Linked DNA regions of Triticum aestivum: region 1 is linked to region 2. Evidence: chromatin contacts called from public Hi-C data. All regions are on one chromosome and are shown on one strand. Each heading gives the region's core, a stretch centred on a gene start, on an enhancer-like site or on the middle of the called end of the contact. The rest is flanking DNA. Distances are from core to core; before and after follow the strand shown.

Region 1 (6,856 bases), core at 3,165-5,664, 280 kb before region 2:
TCTTCCCTCTGTTAGGATTGTTAGCTCTCCGCTGGGACGGTGGAGGGCCTCGCTGCATAAACAGAGCATGTCAGCAAACATAGGACGACCGCATGTGGTTCAGTTGTTAACAGCACGAGAAATACCTTCCGCAAAACAAATGCGAGGTAGAGATAGGATGCCTCCCACTCATCTTGTGACAGCGTGCCTACATAACTCAATTACGTCAAGGTAATGAAATGATATTTATAGACAGCAGCGAATTCAGTAGGTAGTCTAGTTACTTTGGCCCGATCGTCCATCACCGAGAGGCCCCAGCCTTCGCATGAGATCAGCAAACTCTGGCCTTTGCACATACTCGTGTACAAATTCATGGAAGTTCTTCATTAGAACCAGCTCTAAATCAAACTGCAAAAGATGCACGATTTTTTGGTCATAGCCTTAGCATCTGTCTGAGAGCAAATTTGTAAAAGAAAATAAATGATAACAAAAGATAGGGCAGCAAAATTTTCGAGAAAATATTGAAATGAACTAGTTCGAAATAAGGAAACAGAGGCACACGTCGCCATAGCATACTGAGCAATAGATTTGTGTACCTCCTCTGCCAGTAGTTTGAAGAGATGGAATGGAACAACCCACTCTGGGCAATCAACTGCGTCCTGCACGTTGCCAAAGAATTTGTTACTGAATAAGTTTCTGTAAATTTATGAATGAAAAAATTAAATAAAGATAACGAGTGAAAAGCAGGAAGCTAGGTACAGCATAGGGCAATAAACACCCAAACAAGTTGTAACAAGACATGTATATGTAAATTGTCAAAAATAAATAAAAATACATGTATATGTAAGATAAGGGCAATATGAAGGACGTCAGCTACATACTATTCACAAAGAATGTCTAGAATATGGAAGAACTGAAGACTGCAGCAAACAACATGTAGCCTACAGGAGTGCAGAGTTTGTGATAAACAGATAGTACTATGTAAATCACTAGAGTTACTTTCAGAGCTGCAGCAACTGAAGTTGAATAAGGGCACATAATAGATATTTAGATACGCATTAGAAAGGGTAGTGTGCATACAAATTCACAAGAGGGCAACTTAATCAAAAAAATACCCAAATAAATCCATTTTTTACTCTGTTATACAATTTGGGTAAACACTCGAATATGAACATCAGTATTCATCTTGAAAAACTAAAAGAGGCCACCGATACAAGGCTCAAGTTATTAGAAAGTTAATCGTGTTGTCACCTCTAAATGAAACTTGTACTTGATACCAAAAGGCCTGGATGCCGGGAATTTCTACACCATTGTGAGAACAACAAAATGATCAGTCAGTAATGAAAACTACTCCCTCCGTCCCATAATGTAAGACGTTTTTTGGCACTAGTGTAGGGCCAAAACACGTCTTGCATTATGGGATGGAGGGAGTAACATATAAGAAGTAATTATAAACAAACACAATTACCTTTTCTGTGTACTCTTCACCAAAGGTAATACAGTAAACACTGTTCCCGAACTCCATCCCTTCAGCTGAGGATATAAATTTGTATCACACATCTTGTGACAAGTACAGTCTTTGACGAGATCAAGCAAATTACAGTTCAAGATAGTGACATACATTCTCTTAGCCTTTTAATAATGACATTAGCATCAGGCATCGTTCCAATGAATGTGCCTCCAGGACGAAGCAATGCAGATATATTTGCGAGGGCTTGTCTTGCACGTGCTTCAGTTGACCATGAGTAGTGCATTGCAAACTGAAATACATAGAAAAAAACATCAGAATAGGAAGTATAAACCTCATAATCATACACATTTATCATCCAGACATTCTAAATCTCCTGACGGTGCATTACATATTAAGAGTAGATTAAAGATCATTGTACTTAATTTTATTTGCTGGACATAGCAATGATACTTAAGTTTCAACATCTTTCAGGAAAAATTTGTTTGAATGATAGTTGTCAATAATGATTGTGATATTTAACAGTAGATATATATTCACAAAAGGTTTCTAAAATTCAAAGTTGCTTTGACAAGTGGGAAATAATAGATGATTGAACTGACCAAATAATAACAACAAACTATGAAAATTGAGCAAAATATAAAGCTAGGTCACTCACCTGGCAGCTGCATATGTCAAATGGAGCATCCTCACATAGATACTCATCCAGACGAGTCTGCAAAAACATGAAAGCGGAAGCATTTGATGCACTTTATAATTCTTGATGAGCACCACAAATAATAGACTGATAGACATATGGGGTAAGGTAAAGTATATTCTTCCTGGTGATGTGAAAGTATAAGCAGAATCACCTACTAGCTAATGACAAATGTGTGTATACGTTGGCATGAGTTTTATTGAAAGATCCATTTCTTGCGTATAATTTGGTTTCAACTACAGAAAGATGTTCAATGCTTGAAACAAGCTGTGGCACTATGTCTGCTTGCACACACAGAGCACACCACCACTTTAGGTTTGGTTCTTATGGTAAATTGTACTATTATTTATTAATACTTTTACCTCGTAACAGTCAGCACAAATAAGCCGTGCAGGAAAACTGAACTTCTTCCTTCGTTGTTGATCCGAGTCACCATTATAACGGGTCATGCAATCTTTTATCTGCAAGTGTAAAGCTCCAACACATCAAAGGAGATTATAACTTAAAGTGACCTTTGCTGCGTAGTTGAGAGCTACAAGAGGTAGTGAGGAAATCAAAAGCGAATACACAAGTTCTATGGTCTAGGACCGCTGATAAGTCTGAAGGTTTTACCAAGGATACTGATAAAAACAAGTGAAATAAAGATTGAATATATAGCTTACCACTACCTTGAGATAAGTTTAAATGCTAAAACGATTACAGTACAGGTTACAAAATAATATCTGCGAAACGGTTGCAATGTACAAATCTACCCTATACAGAAAAGCAACTGATAGGCATAAATGCCAAAGCATTACAGAGATGGAAATACCTAACTCACGAAGAACAAATTGCATTAAGTTATATATATTTGTATATGCATATAATATAGATTTATCATGTGATGGAAAACTAACCGAGCCTTCTGCAATATCAACCCCTACATAATAGCCAACCTTGGCCTTATCCCACTTTATCAAATCACCTCCCTGCATTAACACTCGTGAAGAATCAATATATGTCAGGACTACCTCGGAACTACAAAAAACTCTTCTTATCTTAATTAACACTCGCAAAGCACTGCTTACCTTGCCACAAGCAAGATCTAGAACGCAGTCTCCTGGACGTGCATACAGTTGAACCAGGACGCTCTTTATCTGCCAAAGGTGAGATTGGAAGATTAGCGTGGCTTCTTACTGGTTTCACCCAACATCGTACAGGTGACATTTTCTCAAGGGTTTTAGGGGATGAATGGATGCGTAGCACAGCAAAGTAGTTACCCAGTTGTTGAGCTTCTTGAGGTGGATGATGGGGCTGTTCTCACGCTCCTCGAGCGTCTGATTCGACCGGGCACTGTAGTGGTCCGCCACCCGCTGCGCACTGATCCGCTCCTCCGAGTACCCTTGCTCCCCATAGCCGCCACCTACACAAAGACCAAACCTTAGTTAGCTACCCTTCGCACGGTATTGGGAGTTAGCAGCAACTAGATGGGGTCTAGTGACGAAGGCGGGGAATAGATACCTGCACCGAACTGGCGCTTTTGGGCGGACGCAAGGGAGGAGGAAGGCTCGTCCTCGCGGGGTCGCTTGTTCATCACGCTTGCAGCCTTGGCCTTCCTTCTGGGTGATGGTTTATAATTAAAAAAACTAGCTACCACTGTTGCATACAAATTTGAACAAGACAAATTGTTGTATTCATTCATGATTTGAATATATCACTGTTGTATTCATGAAGACTAGCTATCACTGTTGTGTTCATGATTTGAATGTCATACACATGCAACAAAATCCATCGACACAATTTCAGACAGCAGCAAAGCATATGCCAACATGGATTGCAAAAATATGACTTGAATACCACACACTGACACACATGCCACAAAAATCTTCAACATCGATTCGCACAGGGGCTTATAGCAACATATCCAGCCAACAAATATGATTGAATATCACAGACTCGTCAAAAATTCTGGCAGTTTATTGGGTAATGGGCATGCGCATATATACCTTGGAGGGAGGAGGTCTTGCTGATGGCTGATACTTCTCTTCCCGATCCGCCGCCGCCGCTCTTCCCGGATCCGCCGCCCCCGCTTCCCCACTAGCCTACTACCGCTTGCCCGGTGGTGCCAGCCGCAGATTCTCGAGGGACAGACGACGAGAGGGCAGGGGAGTGTGGCGGCTGCGTCGAGGAGCAGAGAGGGCAGGGCGTGGCGGCTGGGCGCGTGTCGGAGCGTGCCGGGCCGATGACGGTTTAGGTCGAGGTGAGGGAACGGGTTCCGTTCGGTGAGATTTTGGGGAAGTACTATTAACTGACGATCGTCACCCAGGAGAGATTTCGCAGCGATCCACCATCTTCAGTCGGATTCGTCTGCACGAATCTTGACGCAGGATACGTGCCACGTCCAGTGGCGGAGCTTCAGCTGGGCCACTCCTCCCCAGCCCACGCAAAATCTTCTGGTAAAACTGGCCCAGAACTCACATTTTTAGCTGCCCCCAAGCCCATTGCTCGTCCAAGAATCAGGCCCCAGCTCCGCCACTGGCCACGTCGGATCCCCAAACCCGTGCGCTATAAGACTAGCCACAGTAAACATATGCATGTTACTAGTTTATGTTACTACTTCTACAATGAGAAGTAACATATGTGTGATGTCATTTATTAGGTTATAAACTCATCTTGCCTTGGTATGTGTGATGTTACTCATAGTATTAGTAACTAGCTATGTTACTACATGCCTCTCTTTCTTCATTAATTATTTGCCATATCATCTATTTTTTCTAAATATGTGTGATGTTTCCATCTATGTTATTTTTATTGTGGGTAGTCTAAGAGAAACTCCAGCGAACTGTATCTTCTATTCCTAAATAATTACAGCCCACTATTTATTTTTTTAAGCCATGCAACTATGCCACATAAGCAAGTCATGCATGCATGTCATAAATTACATTTCTTTACATTACACTATATGCATGCAATGCTGCCACATCATAAATTCATGCATGTTAATTATTCAAAGTTTATTTTTTGTACTAGATTTTGTATTAACAATATATGTAGCATATTTATGTTGGGCGATTGTAGCATACCTATAAAGTTGTCCCTTCTCATTTTTGTCAGAAATGATATTTTTTAATTGAAACTCAAGTTCTTAGACGCTTTGTATTTTTTATATTACATTTTCCTTCCATTAGTTTTAGATGTTTTTGTAGCAACTATTTATGCATTTATTTCTGGAACATTTCCCACGGCAACGCGTGGGGCAACATTTAGTTATAAAGTACTAGAGCCAGCCCATTGGCTAGGAGTGCACTCCTTCTCCTGGGCCACCTGGGTTGGAATCCCAGTTCTTCCATTTTCTTTCACCAGATGGCATTTTCTCTAGTAAAAAATCAACATGGCAGTTTATAAATGTTTGAACTATGTCACATGGCATTTTTTATATTTTATTATAAGAGATGGCATTTTTATTTACTTAAGAGATTAAGAGATGGCATTTTATTATTATTAAGAGATGGCATTTTTTATCATTAAGAAATGGCATTTTTATATTAAGAGATGATATTTTTAGATTAAAAGATAGCGTTTTTATTATTAAGAGATGTCATTTTTCATTTAAGAGATGGCTTTTATTTTTAGGATACGGAATTTTATTTTTTATGTCATTTTTTGTTTATTAAGAGATGACACTATTTTTATCATGGCATTTTCTTTCTTTCTTTTTGTGTTCACATGGCACTCTCTTGTTCATAGCATTTTCATCCCAAGAATGGCAGTTTTAAAGTTTTAGAGCAATCTAGTTAGTTGCATTGACATGGTTTGATGACCAAGATTAAGTTGATCTGCGCATTTGGATCTTTTTATATTTATATTGTTATATATGAAAAAAAAAGTCAGACGCTAAATGTTACAATTATTTTATTTTTTTTACCAAGGAAGCATTGCTATCCTGTTTGGCATGAGAAGTATCAAGGACGCTTGTTACACTACAAGAACATCTACAAAAATATCATTTTAAAAAAATTATTTACTACTTATTTTGAATTTACTCATCATTTGGGAGCATATGCGTCCCAGAGCCAAAACGGCCATCCCGTATTTTATCATTTTAATTAATGACTGAATGTGAGAGTGCTACAATTGTTTAGTATACATTAACTAAGGGTGGATTATAATTTTTCATTTTATGTTAAAACAAGTTATGTGTTTGTTTAAATATTAGCTATACTAATATATCCCAACAATTATGTAGAAGTTTTATGTGGATGAAGAATTTAAGACTTAGGTGAAAGAGTGGGATAAAAAGAATAAGAAGAGGCAAACGTCTCAAAATTGGGGATGCCCAAGGCACCCCCGAGGAATTACTCCTATACAGTATGTTGCAACACCCGACTCCTGGGTGCTTCCTCGCTCGCGAGTGCCCTGCACGCGCGCCTCGCGATGGTGCCTACCTGGCGCCCTCCCCGCCATGTGATCTTTTGGGCACTCTACACTGCATCGATTTCCTTAGGGATCCATGGCGCGTGGGTCGCAGGCGCGCTCAATGTTGTAAACAGAATCTGTTGTTCAGGCGCGCAAGGTTTTGCGACCATCCACAGAACATGTTAATAGCTGCATAAAACAATGTTTACAAAATCGATAATCGGTAACTGCTCAGTCCCCTACCCGCTGTACTACCTCCATCCGGGTTTATTAGTCCCCCTTGTATTTTGGGTCAAACTTTGACGTTTGATTTAACT
Region 2 (7,752 bases), core at 4,142-6,641:
GTGGGAGCGTGCATTTGTTCGGGCCGTTGATCATTGCTTTATATATATAATGGGGCAAAAGCCTTTTTCTGTAACTCATTGGTCCACCAAATTTACACTCACCGTGCCTTGTTAATAGAGCACATCCACGAGCTTATTTCCCTTTTGGGAAAATCTTGCTCATATTCACCTCACCCAAGGAATCCTGGACACCATTACCTAAATTCATTGTTAGTGGGGAGTACTTGACGACCTCGACATACAAGGTGCAATTTGTTGGGCTGACCTCCATGGCCATGGTTCCCATAGTGTGGAGGGCTTGGGCTTCCCACCCCCAAGGTACAATTTCTTTGTTTGGCTTATCATCCCGGATAGAGTTTGGACGGCCGATAGGTTGCTTCGTCGTGAATTGCCAAATCATGGGTTGTGCCTCCTATGTAAGCGCAATTCTAGGAGAATGTGGTGCACCTCATTTGTTACTACAGATAAACACGACATATTTGGTCGGACGTTACTACCTGGCTTGTGCTCCATCACATCATGGCTTCAAATTAGCGCCTAGTTGCCTTGGTGAAGGACTGGCCGGTCGGTATGGCTAGCATGAGGGGCCAACATAGGAAGGCCATCTCCTCCTCAATGATGGTCGTTTTTTTTTACAAAGGGAATATATTAATATCACCAAGATACCAATTACACCCAGCCTCTGCACCAACAAAATGTCGCGAAGACATTCAGAATGCACACAACCTGAAAAAGAAAACAAAAAAATGGAAAATAAAGGCCCCACCACAATGATCAACTCCTGTCAGTAGCACCACACAAACCACCACCAAGGACAACACCCGAGAAACAAAAAAGTCCTCCAAAAATGACGCCTTCAATAAGGGAATAGTGCAGAAGCGCCATCGTTGCCCGATCATGCAGACCGTTCCCTTGTTGCGAAAAGAACACAATGATCACCGCCTTTATTCACAAGACCAGCAACCCCCACACCGCCAGTAAACTCCAGCCCGACTGGCCGTGGAGGAGCAGGTAGCAAGACGCTTGGGTACAACACATGGGAAAATCCTATATGCCGCTCGTTGCGTCAAACTGTCGGCGCTTCGCACAGGCGAGCGACCGAGCAGCGACGCAACGGGCCGGCCCGTTTAATCGTCCAGCGCTCCCGGTTTTGGGAACCTTCTAGAGGTTCCCAGCTGGGTTTTTTTCCGGATTTGGGAACCTTCTAGAAGGTTCCTGAACCGGTTTTTTATTTTCTTTTCTTTTTCTATTTTTGTTTCTTTTACTTTTCTTTTTTTCTTTTTTGTCTTTCAAGTTTATGTTTTCTCTTTCAAAAAAATGTTCGCGCTTTTTCAAAAATGTTCGTGAACAAGTTTGTTCAGAAAATGTTCTTTTCATTCATAAATTTGTTCTCAAGATTCAAAAAATGTTCATGCTTTAAGAAATTATCCAAATTTGTTCTTTGTTTCAAATTTGTTCTCAAGATTCAAAAAATGTTCGTACTTTCAGAAAATATTTATGTTCAAATTTTGTTCTCAATTTGAAAATTTTGTTCTCTAAATTCAAAAAATGTTCGGGATTTTATATTTTTGTTCAAAAAATGTTCTTTTCATTCATAAATATGTTCTCAAGATTCAAAAAATGTTCATGCTTTAAGAAATTGTCCAAATTTGTTCTTTGTTTCAAATTTGTTCTCACGATTCAAAAAATGTCCGTGCTTTCAAAAATTGTTCCCGCTTCCAAATTTGTTCTCCATTTCGAAATTTGGTCTCAAGATTCGAAAAAATGTTTGCACTTTAAAAAATTGTTCATGCTTCCAAATTTGTTATCCGTTTCAAGTTTGTTCTCAAGATTCAAAATATGTTTGTCAACTAGAAAAATGTTCAGGGAATTTTATAAAATTTCTTGTTTTGAAAATTTGTTCGTAATTTTGAAAAAAAATTCGAGTTTTCAAAATATGTTCTCCGTTTCTTTTTGGTTTTTATTTTCCTTTACTTTTTTGTTGTTATTTTTCATGTTTCTATAAAAGTTCGGAAAAAAATTTGTTCACAAATTCCAAAAATGTTCGGGTATTTCAAAAAGTGTTACAACTTTTCAAAGATTGTTCATTTTTAAAAAAATGTTCTCATGTTTCTAAAATTGTTCACGGATTCAAAAAAATGGGTTCACAAATTTTTAAAATGTTCTCATCTTCTTTTTATATTTTCTTTTTTTAGATTCCAAAGATGTTCCAATTTTAAAAAATTTGTTCACAAATTTGAAAGAGATCACAATTTTCAAATATTGTTCACAATTTCAAATAATGTTCTTGTTTTCAAGTTTGTTCCTTTTTTATTCACAAAAACTGTTTGTGCTTTTGAAATTTGTTCCCATTATCAATTTTTTGTTCTCAAAATTCTATAAATGTTTGGGTTTTCAGAAAATGTCCACGAATTTCAAAAACCAGTCTGTCGAAAAATGTTCACGTCTTTTGTTTTACTTTTTTGAAATTTGAAAATAGTTCTGAGTTGTTAATTTTCTTATCGTATTTTGGTACACTTCCCGTTTGTTAAAAGAAATTCACAATTTCGAAGGAAAGTTTAGAAAAATTCAAAAAATATTGTCCACATTCTTCATTGGTATTAGTTCTTATACTAGCACGCTTCATATTTAGCAACAAGGCTTGTTACGTCTACTGGTTAGCTCCTCTCGTACGCAACATGGAGGTGCAGAGATCGAATCCTGGCATCATTGCAAGCTTGGTTTTTTTTTCACATTAATATCGCCGCGCTACTGTACAAGCAAGCGCGCCCACTATTGGGCCGGCCCTGTCGGGGTTCTGTGCGTGCGTCGCGCAGCTGTTTGACGCAGAATGCGTCCAATAGGAGTTCCCCAACACATGACCGGTGTAGCCGAAGCCACAACCAACCTCGCGCGCAGGATGGGTCCTGATTGGGCCCAGATCTGGCTCACGGCCCAGATCCGCTGTAAGCCGAAGATCATGGCCTCACCGGTTGCGCGCCACCAGCTCCTCTTGCAGGTCTGCTACATCCGCTGCCTGTCGGAGATCACGGCCGCACCGACACCTTTTGCAGGTCCGCTGTCCGCCGGAGACCCTCAGGCCACGGCCGCCATGGTCGCGCCACCCTGCACCCACTGCCCACACGCCACCTCTCCCGTGATGATGCTTATTAGGTGACACGTTTGGAAAGAACGGAATGTTAGTCTTACGCAATCACAGTGCCCCGGCGATGGTGATTATCTCGAAGATCAACAAGGAGGATAGATTCCATCCCTTGGCTGGGACTACACACTTGAGTATTGTATAATGTCACAAGAGTAATCTTTGTTTTCCTACTAGACGGATTTTGTCTAAACATTCTTTGTTAGTCAATGGAAATTGCAAGCTTGGTTTTTTTTTTTCACATTAATATCGCCGCGCTACTGTACAAGCAAGCACGCCCACTATTGGGCCGGCCCTGTCGGGGTTCTGTGCGTGCGTCGCGCAGCTGTTTGACGCAGAATGCGTCCAATAGGAGTTCCCCAACACATGACCGGTGTAGCCGAAGCCACAACCAACCTCGCGCGCAGGATGGGTCCTGATTGGGCCCAGATCTGGCTCACGGCCCAGATCCGCTGTAAGCCGAAGATCATGGCCTCACCGGTTGCGCGCCACCAGCTCCTCTTGCAGGTCTGCTACATCCGCTGCCTGTCGGAGATCACGGCCGCACCGACACCTTTTGCAGGTCCGCTGTCCGCCGGAGACCCTCAGGCCACGGCCGCCATGGTCGCGCCACCCTGCACCCACTGCCCACACGCCACCTCTCCCGTGATGATGCTTATTAGGTGACACGTTTGGAAAGAACGGAATGTTAGTCTTACGCAATCACAGTGCCCCGGCGATGGTGATTATCTCGAAGATCAACAAGGAGGATAGATTCCATCCCTTGGCTGGGACTACACACTTGAGTATTGTATAATGTCACAAGAGTAATCTTTGTTTTCCTACTAGACGGATTTTGTCTAAACATTCTTTGTTAGTCAATGGAAATAGCAAGTCTTTTGTCTTGTTAAAAAAAACAAGCAAACCCTCGGATAAGCGTTCTCTGAATAATCGTCCAACAAAATAATAATCCATACAACATTATTTTCTTTTATTACTCTGCCTCTGTACCAGCAATGCTCTTCTTCAAAGACTCCACGTCGTCGGCCAGCTCTTTCCTGCGTTCCTGCAATAGTATTTTGTCCAAGATCATGTTAACGAATTGCAGGTTTCTTGCAATCGAATTAGTTCTACCACCAGATACTACCGACTAAGCGAGCCTGTAACTGATCGCGCACCTTGAAGAGGAGGTAGCGGTACACGAACCATCCGGTGTAGCCGAGCCCAACAAGCTCCATGATTTTGGGAAGCTGCATGCAGAAATTAAACAACGTGTCAGCGCTCAAGTCTGATGAGTGGACACACGACGGCATGATCTGATCGGAGCCAAGACGGCGGCCATGCACTCATGTATGAGCACCGGCGGTCGACGTACGCACCAGAGGCAGGGAGTTGACGGCGCCGACGATGACGGAGGAGAACCATACGGCGACGATGGCGCCGCCGGCGTACGTCAGCACGGTGGACTTGTTCTCGACGGCGTCCCACTGCGACAAAGCAAACAACACGTACGCACCGTCGCTCAAGCTGGTCAGCTCGCCGTTCTACCTAGCTTACCAAAGGTCGCGCCTCCTGTTTCGAGAGTACCTTGGCTTTCAGGTCGTCGACGAGCTCGTCGCCGCTCGCGGCAGAGGTGTCATCGGAGGCGGCCTTCGCCGGGAGCAGAGAGAGCCGCGGTGCATCTGGTTAACAGATCGTACTAATTGTTAATGTGTCTACTTATCTGGGCATCGCCATTGCGGAATGTAGTACGCAGTATAGGTACCGTGCGCGCCTTGGAGGCGAAGAGGGGAGAAGTTACGCCGTGGGAGAAGAACGGTTGGCGGCGCGCCGGCGGGGAGGCGTGCTCCTGCTACACCCAGAAGCGCCGTAGAGCACGCCGTTGCGGCCATGTTCTCACCTGCAAGCTCTTCTCTGGCTCTCGCCTATGCTGACACGCTTCTAGTCCTGTGCGTCCCTGGGCCTCTCTTTCTTCTTGTGTCCCAGACTCTAATCATTTGATTTGATGCTTTTGCGCGCTGATCGGCCACATGGCAGGATGGTGGGCTCTGATTGGCTGGCTGCCTATCTTAGAAATCTGTGGCTGCCCCCACTGTCTGGTTGGCTGTCCTAGGAACAGAGGTCTCAGCTCACAGCACCATACTCCATACCAGACCACATTGTCCCGTAGGAGTACATCGGTGGGCTGGCCGGCAGTCGCCGTCCGAAGCTGGCCCATGTTACTATGTAGTACCTGCCTTTGCGTGCAGACGGTACAAGCGGACCCCGTCCTCCAGGCTAGCTTCGCGTGCACAACAGCATTGCCGTTGCACGAAACTTCTAGTGCGCGTCATCACAAACGGCCCCCCTCGGCTGGACGCTCGAACACTTCCAGTAGTAGTTACATAGCGACCAGAGTCACCAAATCAATTGCCCACACTCGAGACCTGCGGCCTAGGCTAGGTACTAGCATTCCTGGCCGGGGAGCTAGCAGTGGTGGATCCATGGCCGTGGGCGCGGCGAGCAGGCGGTACATCGGGCCCCTGCTGTGCATCAACCTCGTCATGCACGCCGCCGTCCTCGGCATCGCCGGCTGGTCGCTCAACAAGTTCATCGACCGCGAGACGCACCGCCGTACGTTACGTAGTACTACGTCTTGCAGTGGTCGTACGTCCTTGCGTGCGACATGATCTGGTCTGGTTAACGACGTGACGTGGTGTGCAGATCTAGGAGGTAACACGGCGACGGGGTATCTGCTCGTCTTCTCGCTCATGGCCGGGGTGGTCGGCGCCTGCTCGGTGCTCCCCGCCCTGCTCCACGTCAGGGCGCCCTGGCACAGCGAGAGCCTCGCCGCCGCGGCCTCCACCGGGCTCGTCTCCTGGGCGCTCACCGCCCTCGCCTTCGGGTTCTGCTCTACACTCACACTCGCACCGCCTGTTTCAAAAATGTAATCCCTCTCTATCTGCTACTCCAGTACGTAACTCACAGTGCTGTGCCATCTTTTCCTGAACATCTGCAGCCTCGCGTGCAAGCATATCACTCTGGGGAACCGAGGAAGGCGCCTGGTACGTCGCTATCTGCTAGCAACTCATCACACTGCTTTTCCTTTCGATGATTCAACTTATGAATTATGTGTTCGTCTTGCTGGCAGAGGACGTTGGAGGCGTTCATCACGATCTCGACGCTGACGCAGCTGTTCTACCTGCTTCTGCTCCACGCCGGCGCCTTGAGCGGGGTGCTCGGAGTTGGACAGGCCTGCGGGAACCACGGCGAAACTTGCTGCCGCGAGATCCCTCGGGGAGAGCTCGCCGCGGACCATAAGACGGCGGGAGGGGCTCCGTCCCCGGATGCATGACCAAAACTACCGGAAACTTGAATTGCACCGAGTACCAGCAACTGTATCGAGTGCAGTTCATCGGGCACTCGTATGGTAAGCAATTTACCAAGCGCAGGATGACACCCTCGTGTATTTCCGTAGGCACTTGGTAGACAAATAACACTCAGGACAATAGGGATACATGTTGTAGACGGAGAGATTTGCAATACAATGAACGTTGTATTGATGGAGTGTTGTGCATGTATATATAATACAGGGAGGGTCTCTACCTCAACTATACAAGATTAGGAGGTGGGCCACAACTCCAATACACGTGCAATAGAAAATACATACTCAACACCCCCCTTAATCGAAGCGTCGTTGGAGACACGGAGACTGGACTGAAACTCCTCAAAGACGGGAGTAGGCAATCCCTTAGTCATAACATCAGCAAATTGTTGCGTCGTCGGCACGTAAAGAACCCGAACACGGCCAAGGGCAACTTGCTCGCGCACGAACTGAATATCGAGCTCAATATGCTTCGTACGTCGATGGTGCACCGGGTTGGCGGAGAGGTAGACCGCGCCGACGTTATCGCAGTAGACAAGAGTGGCCTTGTGAACATCACAAAGCAACTCCTGGAGCAGCTGACGTAGCCAAGAGCATCCGGCCACGACATTAGCCACAGCACGATACTCTGCCTCGGCGCTGGAGCGGGAGACCGTGGGTTGCCGCTTCGATGACCAAGAGATCAACGAGGGCCAAGGTAGACGCAGTAGCCTGACGTAGAGCGTCGAGTGTCGGGGCAACCAGCCCAGTCGACATCCGAGTAGGCCACGAGGTCGGTGGAGGCGGAGGCCGTCAGGGTGAGTCCCAAAGACATGGTGATGCGTATATAACGGAGAATATGCTTCACCAAGGTCCAGTGAGAGTCACGCAGAGCGTGCATGTGGAGGCACGCCTGCTGGACAGCGTACTGCAGGTCAGGTCGGGTGAGCGTCAGGTACTGTAAAGCACCGACGATGGAGCGAAAATGTTGCATCGGACGCGAGAGACCCCTCTAGAGCAGAGACCTTAGCCTTCGCGTCGACGGGGGTGGGCGCCAGCTTGCAGTTAAGCATACCGGCACGCTCCAGGAGCTCGTTGGGCGTACTTCTGCTGATGCAGAAAGAAGCCGTTAGGCCGTCGGACCACCTCGATGCCGAGGAAGTAGTGCAGGGACCCCAAGTCCTTCAGGGCGAACTCATCACGAAGACGAGCAGTCAGCCGCTGAAGGATATCAGGGGTGGACGCCGTGAGGATGATGTCGTCGACGTAGAGCGGCAGATATGCAGTG

What was found. A called contact is a pair of places that touch in the nucleus more often than the background predicts.
Region 1: a contact with region 2 is called in a Hi-C map of leaf, with 5 times the contacts expected there. The contact joins the promoter of LOC123138143 here to the promoter of LOC123138140 in region 2. A contact is called at or near these places in 2 of 5 Hi-C or Micro-C datasets (both in leaf).

The regions. Positions count from the first base shown.
Region 1 is chr6B:580,566,103-580,572,958 of IWGSC CS RefSeq v2.1, reverse strand. It overlaps LOC123138143 (mRNA cap guanine-N7 methyltransferase 1), which reads right to left and starts at 4,414. Exons shown (of 14, transcript XM_044558055.1): 1 at 4,130-4,414; 2 at 3,645-3,742; 3 at 3,404-3,546; 4 at 3,212-3,280; 5 at 3,041-3,112; 6 at 2,507-2,605; 7 at 2,106-2,162; 8 at 1,601-1,739; 9 at 1,448-1,512; 10 at 1,231-1,281; 11 at 576-638; 12 at 264-387; 13 at 126-187; 14 at 1-52. The coding sequence starts at 3,717.
Region 2 is chr6B:580,284,168-580,291,919 of IWGSC CS RefSeq v2.1, reverse strand. It overlaps LOC123138140 (membrane protein PM19L), which reads left to right and starts at 5,391. Exons shown (of 4, transcript XM_044558049.1): 1 at 5,391-5,734; 2 at 5,825-6,005; 3 at 6,120-6,165; 4 at 6,252-6,765. The coding sequence starts at 5,605. The coding sequence ends at 6,455. It overlaps LOC123138141 (protein CURVATURE THYLAKOID 1A, chloroplastic), which reads right to left and starts at 5,125. Exons shown (of 5, transcript XM_044558050.1): 1 at 4,887-5,125; 2 at 4,709-4,803; 3 at 4,501-4,608; 4 at 4,300-4,371; 5 at 3,976-4,187. The coding sequence starts at 5,013. The coding sequence ends at 4,116. It overlaps LOC123139417, which reads right to left and starts at 277. Exons shown (of 2, transcript XM_044559225.1): 1 at 170-277. The coding sequence starts at 277.